Regions from separate parts of the Mus musculus genome. Here region 2 is linked to region 1. A link is a contact called in public Hi-C data. All regions are on one chromosome and are shown on one strand. Each heading gives the region's core, a stretch centred on a gene start, on an enhancer-like site or on the middle of the called end of the contact. The rest is flanking DNA. Distances are from core to core; before and after follow the strand shown. Region 1 overlaps Gm39265 (a long non-coding RNA gene). Region 2 holds the start of Irf8 (interferon regulatory factor 8).

Region 1 (4,645 bases), core at 1,518-4,017:
ATCCCTGGCCACTACAGCAGTGCCGTGGCCATGGCTGGGGCACTTTAGCTCCAGCAAGAATCCCCTATCTCAGTTCTGAAAACCAGAAGTCCAGCTGCAAGGCACAGTTCCCTCTGGGGACTCTGGGAAGGAAGGAGAGATTCATCTCCTTCCAATTCCAATGACTGACACTACTCCTCAGCCTGACAATATCACTCTAACCTCATGGCCTCTTCCTGTGTCTGTCTCTTCTGGGGCTTGCAAGGGATTTCCGTTGGACCCAGGGCCCAGACAGTCACCAAGAATGATCTCATTTCCAGCTCCTTGATCTCTGAAGACCTTTTCTTTTTTTCCAAGCAAAGCCACACTGTGGTGACATTTTTGAGAATTCTGGAATTTGGTTTTCTTTTTTCTTTCTTTCTTTCTTTTTTTTTTTTTTTTTTTTTTTTGGTTTTTCGAGACAGGGTTTTCCTGTGTAGCCCTGGCTGTCCTGGAACTCACTCTGTAGAGCAGACTGGCATCAAACTCAGAAATCTGCCTGCCTCTGCCTCCCAAGTGCTGGGATTAAAGGCCTGCGCCACCACTGCCGGGCTGGGTTTCTTTAAAAACAACAACAACCAAGCACAGAACTATCACACGACTGTGCTTTGGTTTTAATCCCACGTGTGGGATGTGGGTGGCTTCAGACTGTCCACAGCAGCTGACTGTGATCTGCCTCCTGCTCCAGCGGAAGCATGGCTTTGCCAGCTGCAGATAATTTTTGTAACAGTGTGACATTTGGAATTCTGGAAACTTTTCAGAGGATACATAAATGCTAGGGCCCTAAGAGGCAGCGTGGTTGGTGTTGGTTGTTCAGGGAGGTTAGTTGTGATTTGTTAGTGGCTGTGGTCATAGAAGAAACAAAAGGAAAACAATTAGATTCAGGGATTTTCCTAATTCCTCTCTCTCCTCTCTCCTTGTTTCTCTTCTATCTAGTGTGAAACTAGGGGGGATAAAGGGTAAGAAGAAAAAAACAAAAACTGCCAAAGGCCAGCTACACCACACCTCAGGAAGTTGCCAGAGCCTCTATAGGTAAAAGTTGCTTATCCATGAGGCCAGTCTCCCTGGCACCCAAGAACTGTCACATCTTTGCTCAGAACAAGCTTTCTAGATCCTAACATGTCCACAGAGGAAAAATGGCAGCCTGGACGCCGCCCTCTTCAGCACCACCACAGGACCACAAGAGGAGACTGTAGAGAGGAGGAGATGGGAGGTTGTGGATAAGAAGAAAAGTCAAGGAGACCCAGCTGGTCGGTTATGGCTCATCTTATTTCCTGCTGGAAACGGCACCGCAGGAAAGTTACCATGGCTGCCGGATGAGTCCCCACAGCTGGGAAGCAGCCAGCAAGAAGACAAGATGGACTTCCAAGCACAGAACAATTATGCAAACTCCACTATGTTTACAGAGGCTTGATGGGTGAGCAGGCAGCATGTCTGCCTGGCACCTGTGTTAGTGTTGGGAACTCAGAGGGGCTACTTGTGGCTGTCCGTTCTTTGCTGCCTATGGCAGCAATGGCTTTGCTGTGAATATCTGAAAGTGGGCATTTTAGAGCAGCCATCCCAGGATACTGGTAGCTGCTGTGAGTAGATCACAGTGTGTTTTCCAGGCCTTTTCTAAGCTCACAACTTGCTCTCTGGAGGGTCCCATTGGCTCGCCCTCACTCAGGCTGGCTTCCCAGTTAGATTCTCAGTTCTGTCTCTTTCTTTAAAGTAAATGTTTGGGAGGCTGGAGAGGTGACTCAGTGGTTAAGGGCACTTGCTGCTCTTGCAAAAGACCTGGGTTTAATTCCCAGCATCCTCCATGGAGGCTCACAACCATCTTTAACTCCAGTTCCAGGGGCCCCTGGTGCCCTCTTCTGGCCTCTATGGGTACTGCATGCACACAGTGTACAGGCATGTGTGTGTGTGTGTGTGTGTGTGTGTGTGTGTGTGTGTGTGTGTGTATGAATATTATCTTGGACTCTCTTCATGCACATGGTTCTTGTGCTTTCTGAGACATTTGATTCTTGAGTTATAGCTGCCACCAAGGGCCTGAGCTGAGAGTCCGGCCTCCGTGTATCAGCGTTGTGCAATCAGGGCTATAAAGAGATGCTCAGAAAATAGCTTCTCCAGCAGGCTTCCTTCCTGTGGCTGATTTCATGTAGACATGTCACAACTATGGGGGGGTGGGGAGGGGGGGCGGGGGGAACGAGAGGTTAAAGAGTATGCAGGATTTGCTGAAAAGGTTATTTCTTATTAAAAAAAAAAAAAAAAAAAAAAAAAAACTCTGCCCTGTCAAGTGGTGAGAGAACAACCAGGCAGATTCCACCCGCTTTGTTCCCTAAGTCTGGGATGATAAAGGAGCCTGGCTTCAGTAAGAGTTCCACACCTACGCCACCAACCATCTCCCAGCCCTGACACCACCAACCCAGCTTCCCAGCGCTGCAGAAACTCTTGTGGGGTGTCTGGGTGTTCAGTGGGTGTGTCCCACCAGGACAGTGTATCTGGTGGATGAAGATGGGACTTGAACTTAAGGACTAGGCCTCCTCCCTGCTTGCAGCTCTCTGTGGCACTTGCTCGCTGTCCTCCGCAGAGCAGCTCCTGTGCCTGTGTCCCTTCCTCTGTTCCTCTTGAGCAGTAACTGAGTAGGGTCCCGGTCTAGCATGGCGCTTTCCTTCTTCTGTCTCTCTAGCGATGCTCTTCTGTGGCCCTCAGCATCCAGCACTGTGGCAACAGCTCTTCTCCCCCGGCTGGCTCGCCCTCTGGCTGCTTGCCAGGCATTTTGGTCTGCGGTGTCTGGAGCGTCTCTACACATCTAACTGTCGCTTTGTTTTTCTCTCTTCTGCTCTGCACTTCATGGGTTGAAAATTCATGCTTTGGCAGGAGTGTGGTGCCCGGCACTCTTTAGCTCTGTGAGTTCAAGGCCAGCCTGGTTTACATGGATAGCCTGAGTTGCATAGAGAGACCCTATCTCAAAAAAAAAAAAATCCTGTTTCCACCAGTTCTGGCATGGAGCATTCTCACGCTGACACCGCACTTGGCTCCTTTCTGTGGAGCTCTGACTGAGATTGGAGCTGAGCCTGTCTTCATAGGGTTTCATGATGGAACTGGTGTGGCCCTCACCCTACCAAGCTTTGCCACTATTTCCATGGTAACTATGTAAAACATTATTTTACATGGTAACTATGTAATACATTGTTTCCTGGGAAAATAATGTTTCCTGTTGATCTAATGTAGTATTGTCACAGATGAAGCAGATGGAAGTTGTTGGCCACATCCAGACCCCAATCTAAGTGACGAAATCCATCTGGACAGCCGTCCAACCCTTTAACCCTAGAAGGACCAGGAGCGTGGCGAGTAAGGCTTTGCAGCCCGTCCCCTCTCTGTCACAGCTGCTGGATTCTGAGTGCAGACGCAGCTGTGGAGGATGTCAGTGAACGGGAGAGCCTGCTGTGCTCCATTCTGAGAGCAGGTGACAGATGTGTGGCTGTCTGTCAGATGCTGAGCTGGTCTTGTGCCTTACACAAGCAAACACTCTCTCAAAGATGCCTGGAAGCCTTCTCGGACGCTTTGAGTAGTAGAGAGCTTACTGCTTCATAAGGACCTCAAATAAGCAGAGCTGTTAGGGATAAAGTGAGCCTGAAGCCACACTTCTCAGTGTGATCCTCCCCCAAACCTCACTGAGGGGAAGGAGGGGCAGACAGGGAAGAGTCTGAGCCACTTAGGCTCATCTCTTGTACCTGCATGCTCCTTGGGAAAGTGGGTTGAGAGGTAGGGGGCATGCCCACCGTCACTGAGGTTTAATTGAGCAAGCCTGCAGTCACATGAAGACTTGCAGCCACTGAATTTCTGCTTCCCAAGTTGATGCTCACTGCACCCAGATGACAGGCTTTCCTGTCTTAAACCAGCGATGATGAGGTAGGCACTATGGGGGTGTGGCGAGTAGCTTAGGTTGAGTTTGGGTTGGGTTGGGTTGGCAACAGGCCGTTGTTATCCAAGCCGGACTGCAGCTTTAGGCCCCAAGCATTCTCCTCTGCCTTCTGTCTGGCTGTGTCTACAAGCATGCACGCACCTTGTGCCCACCAGGTTTACCTTTTAACATCGTAATAAGCAGACACAACCTGGGCTGTAGAGGTAGCTTAGTAAAGTGCTTTCTGTGCAAGCATGAGGACCTGGGTGCAGATCCCTAGCAAACATTAAAAAGCCAGGTGTGGCAACACATGGCTGTAATCCTGGTGCCGGGGAGGCAGAGACGAGCAGACCGATGGAGTTCACCAGCCAGTCTAGACAATCAGTGAGCGTCAGGTTTAGAGAGAAACCTTGTCTTAAGAGAGGACTGTAGAAAACAACAGAGAAAGACATCTGACGTTGACTCTGGTTTGCGCACATAATGAACATGTAACAACAGTATACATGTGTGAGCATGTGTACATGACATACACTACACACATGAACGTGTGTGCACAACATATACAACACACACATACAATAGGAGTGAGTGTCTTTTGGTAGAATTCATTCTAGGGACTCCTCTCTAGTCTTGCAGGTCAAGTGGCTTCTTGTAGAGACGTTTGTTGCCCTTGGCCTGTGGGTTATCCACATGAAACTCAGGCGGGGTCTGCTGTCTACCTGCTGTGATGTTCCCAGG
Region 2 (4,645 bases), core at 740-3,239, 39 kb before region 1:
GTCTAAGGACCCTCACAAGAAAGGCAGGAAAGAAAGGTTATCTCAAGAAACCCAGTATTCTAAGACCACTGAGTTCATAAGTGACAAGTCAGAAAGGAATACCTAGGGAGAGAACTGAAATGGCATTGGGTACCCCTAAAACCAAGTAGAGTCCTGGCTCCAACAGCTTGTTCTGGAGAGGAGATAGGAGGCTCTCCTGGTTTGGTAGTGTCTTGTGTGGCCTCTAAGGATGAGGGTGGGGTGGGAGCTGGGGTCAGGGGTCCAGAGTATCTGAGGATGTGTCCATTGAAAGCCTCAACTCAGCTCCTGGAGATAGATTTGTGACCCATACCCCCATGGTCCCTGAGCCTCCTGAAATCTGAAGGGACTTCCCTGGCATGGCTGGAGTTTTTTCCAGAACAGGAATGGCACTTTCTTGTCAGGGATCCTGGGGTACCCAACACCCCAGAACTGTGAAAGACAGATGTCTTGGTGGGTGACAGAGAAAAGGGGTGTTTAAAAGGAAAGGTGAATGGCAGACCATGGAAGCTAGGAGGTTAAAATTCTCTAACCCAGCCTCTTCTACACTCGGAAGGGGGAGAGACTGGGAGGGACCACCATCCCCTGGGCAGGCACAGCACAAACTGCCAGCACCCTGCCAGTGACAGTACACACAGAAGGGATGCTTTCTTTCATTCATTCTGCAGATGAAAGAACACCTGACAGGGTCCGGCTCTCAGCACCTGGACAATCTCCTCTATTGCCTTGGAGGCCAATCTGAGGTCCTAGACAGGCATAGCCTGACTCTCTTACAACTATGGACAATTAATGGTTTATAAACACGCTCACATGATTCTAGCTTCCTCTTCTTGATTTTGAGGCAGCATTCCCTGTGGGCCCAATCCTGCCTACAGCTAACTTACATCTAGAGCAACGTGTCTTAGGTCAGGCTTCTCACAAGGCAGGGGACAGAGGCTCGCCTAACACAGCTGTCAACATCTGCACCAGCCATGTTTGGCGGGGCTCACACCACACCGTAATCCCTTTCATTCAGCCCTGGGCCACAGTCTGACCACCACTGAACGGAAATCCATCACAGACCCATCTCTTTCTGGCCCCAAGCTTCCTCAGGGACACTGAATCGGTCCCAGTTCTTCATGAAGGAGCCTGCCATAACTTAAAGGGACAAACCTAGAACTGTCACGAAACTGCTCTTATCGTTTGACTTTAAAAGAAAAAAACAGGGCCATTGAGCACCTGGGCACCCCCCAAGCTCCGCCTGAAATCCTAACACTCAGAAGAGGTAGGCGGATAACCGGGAGCTCATTGGAATGAGCCTGGGCTACAGAGTGATACCCTGTATCAGAAACAAAACAAAAACAAACAAAACAGTGATCTACCATTTTAAGATTCTAGTGAATGGTTTCTATTAGTTTCTACCCCCTGAACGCCCTTCCCGGCTGTGGGTAAGTAATCTTTCTCACCAGGGGAAAAGTCTGCCCCTATAGCCTGGGGCCAAGCTCACAGCAAATCTGGTCTTGAGAGCTGTGTGGGACCCACACGGAAGACTTTCCTTCCGGGGCCAGCTGGGCCACTGGACAATCAGAGAAGTCCAGCGCCACTGGGCAATCAGATTGCCACTAGTCAGAATCAAAGCCAGTCGGTCCCTGGGCGAGCCCAGTCGCGAGCTTTGGATAGTTCATGCATGGAAGCCGGGCTGCCGCGCGGTGATTGGCAGATCTATTTCTCTTCATTATGAAGTTGGCCATCAGGCAGATTTTAAAGGGAGAGGTGTTTGTTCATTTGGTTGGGTTTTGTTGTTGTTGTTGTTGTTGGTTGTTGTTGTTGTTTTTGGAGAGCAGCCAGAGCAAGCACCTGCTAACGTGCTGTGCACTCCGTTTGGGCGAAGGTGGGAGAGCCACAGCCCCGGCCCCCGCGCCCACCCCATCGCGTCCTACCTGCCGCCGGTTCCCACGCTGCCCGCGCCTCCGGGACCGCCCGCGGGCTCCTGGAGGCCCGTACGCGCGCGCCTGCTTTTATAGATGGGGCGGGGGAGAAGGCGGGTCCCGCGCGCAGAGCGACGGTCGCGCGAGCTAATTGAGGAGCGGGAGGGGCGCTGGCGCGGCCCAATCAGCGCAGCCTGCCAAATCCGCCTTCTCTGAAGCGCTCTCTTTCCGAGAAATCACTTTTGCACGTCCCCGACCCCGTGGAGTCCTTTTCTCTCTTTACTCCGGGGGCGGCGGGGGAGGGGGCTGCCCCAAAAATGGCCGGGGGGCTGGGGCGTCTGCCTAAGGTCAAGGAGGCTGGTGATGCACGGATCATCCTCGGGGTGTCGTTCAGGTTTGGAGAGCCTCTGTCCCGGGCACGTGTCCAGGGGCACCCTGAGTGTCAGCTGCTCAGGCTGGAGTTTCAGAGCAAAGACCAGTCCCAGAGCTGCGTGCTGGGTGACAGCCACTTGCAGCGCGCCCTCCTGGATGGAGGATGACCGCCTGAAATTGCGCAGGAAATCTGGGAAACCAGGGGAGTCGCGAGCGCTGAGGCTGGGATGCCCCCAGGAAGGCTACGCATTATCGGTTCCCTTGTGTCCCCCAGTGATGTCAGGAGCCCGGTCGAGCCTGTTCCCAACCTGAGTAGGATGTGGGAGCGGGGAGCCTTAGGTGAGGGTCGAGAGGGACTTTCGTTGCAGGCTGCCCAATTACACACCTGCGGCCACGCTTACAGGACTCTCACCCGTCTGGCTTTTAAAATACTTAGGAAAACGTTGGAGCCGCGACAAGAATTTTTGATTGGTCCACAAATACAAGAAGTATACGGCTAGGTTTCAAATAAATACGAATTCAAATAAGGATTTTCCAAACAGAACCTTCTAACTCTAGTTTATCCTGATGAGCATTGTGGTATACCTGAAAGGCACTTAAGACATTACCGGGTATTAGTTCAATGATAAATACCATCCAACAGTCAAAAGCCAAGTGGAGTTCCCTGGAGCCAAGGAATTTCAAATGAAAACTACTTTTCAAAGCTCATTTGTTTTATTACTATTATTATTGGGTTTATTGTTTGTTTTCCAAGACAGGGTTTCCCTGTAGCCCTGGCTGTCCCCGAACTAGACCAGGCTGGCCTCAAATTCACAGAGATCTGCTAGCCTCTGCCTCCCAAGGGCTGGGATTAAAGGTGTGTGCCACCATAGTCCAGCTCAAATTCTTTAATAGTAATATGGGAGTGTTTTAATAAGTGTTTGCTGTGAAGGGCAGAGTCCAGAAGTCAGACACGCTCAGATTACTACAACAGACTCCTGTGTGCATTTATACCCCTTTCATTTCCCAAATAGGCACCTTATAAGCGTATGCAGATTTTCCTACTTACAAATATCAAAGGCACAGAACAGATCCCAAATGTCCACCCAGTGTGCCTGCCTCTTAGCTAAAGGTAGAGAGAGATTAGGGACACCAGCCCTAGCTTCTGGTCCTAGCAGCAGGTGTCTCTGTACACACTAGAAGACACCAGCCCAGCCTGCCTGACAACTGTCCTGAAGCCATATACATCGGGGTGTGAGTGGGGTCTATTTTTTTCTAACTGTTTTCCTAGAAGTCTGAAATAGCTCCACTCAGGACCTAAGAGAACCCAAGCCACCTACAATGGGCACTGACTCACAGCTGAATATTGATGGGGTCTTTGAGGGTGAAGCTATGAAGGTGGTGTCTCATGTGAGCCACGTGTACATTTCCCACACGCCAGCGATAGCCACTCAGGAGAGATTCAGTGTAGGATCTCCTGGCATAAGTCATATGTCGGGGGTGGAGCTAGGTCACATCACTGCATAAGAGAAGAGGCATGTGCAGGGCTTAACTAAGGAGAAGAGGCCCCGAAGTGTTCTAGAGAGTCCATCACCACCTCCCAGCCTCTCCAGAGGAGGCAATTAAACATGTCCTCCAGACCCAGTGTACTGACTGGTTCTCTGGGACAACCTGACACAACCTGGAGTTATCACAGAGAAAAGAGCCTCCCTTGAGGAAATGCCTCCATGAGATCCAGCTGTAAGGCATTTTCTCAATTAGTGATCAAGGGTGGGAGGGCCCAGACCATGGTGGGTGGTGCCATCCCTGGGCTGGTACTCCTGGGTTCTATATGAAAGCAGGCTGAGCAAGCCAGGGGAAGCAAGCCAGTAAGTAGCATCCCCCCGTGGCCTCGGCATCAGCTCCTGCTTCCTGACCTGCTTGAGTTCCAATCCTGACTTCCTTTGGTGATAAGCAACAATGTGGACGTGTAAGCTGAATAAACCCTTTCCTCCCCAACTTGCTTCTTGGCCATGATGTTTTGTGCAGGAATAGAGACCCTGACTAAGACACCCAGAGAGCACACCCCCACCCAGAGAGACCAGGCTGCTGTTGCTGTGACCCAGGCTTTTTCTGAGGTTCCTTGCTATGGGTACTGTCACCAAATCTCTGTCCCTGTCTCACTCTCTCTGTCCCTGTCCCTCTGTCCCTGTCCCCTTTCTCTCTCTCTCTCTCTCTCTCTCTCTCTCTCTCTCTCTCTCACACACACACACACACACACACCTTCCTGTCACCTAAAAACTGCCTCCTCTCCACTCACTGTGTATGGCCACTAGAACAAAGACAGGCACTCCTCACCCACTTGTGTCAGCAGGTCCTTCTGAGGAGAA

What was found. A called contact is a pair of places that touch in the nucleus more often than the background predicts.
Region 2: a contact with region 1 is called in a Hi-C map of bone marrow-derived macrophages, with 106 read pairs. The contact joins the promoter of Irf8 here to the enhancer-like site in region 1. A contact is called at or near these places in 13 of 39 promoter capture datasets (the 3T3-L1 cell line, the C10 cell line, the HPC-7 cell line and 7 more), 4 of 15 datasets of contacts at CTCF or cohesin (CD8 T cells, large pre-B cells, pro-B cells and 1 more), 91 of 484 Hi-C or Micro-C datasets (the 63-12 cell line, B cells, the BV-2 cell line and 56 more), 29 of 115 datasets of contacts at active chromatin or transcription factors (the 230-238 cell line, CD8 T cells, DN3 thymocytes and 20 more) and 5 of 9 other capture datasets (adipose tissue, embryonic stem cells, liver and 2 more).

What each region holds. Positions count from the first base shown.
Region 1 is chr8:120,695,328-120,699,972 of GRCm38.p6, reverse strand. The region is part of intron 1 of Gm39265 (a long non-coding RNA gene); the gene reads left to right. Among named protein-coding and RNA genes, the nearest start is that of Gm39265, 3.2 kb to the left of the region's middle. Within about 2 kb of position 2,767, at least 63 of the 459 cell types and tissues checked have an H3K27ac peak or open chromatin away from gene starts, as enhancers often do. A contact at or near this core is called in the BV-2 cell line, CD8 T cells, DN3 thymocytes and 18 more, where this site is marked.
Region 2 is chr8:120,733,702-120,738,346 of GRCm38.p6, reverse strand. It overlaps Irf8 (interferon regulatory factor 8), which reads right to left and starts at 1,989. Exons shown (of 9, transcript NM_008320.4): 1 at 1,938-1,989.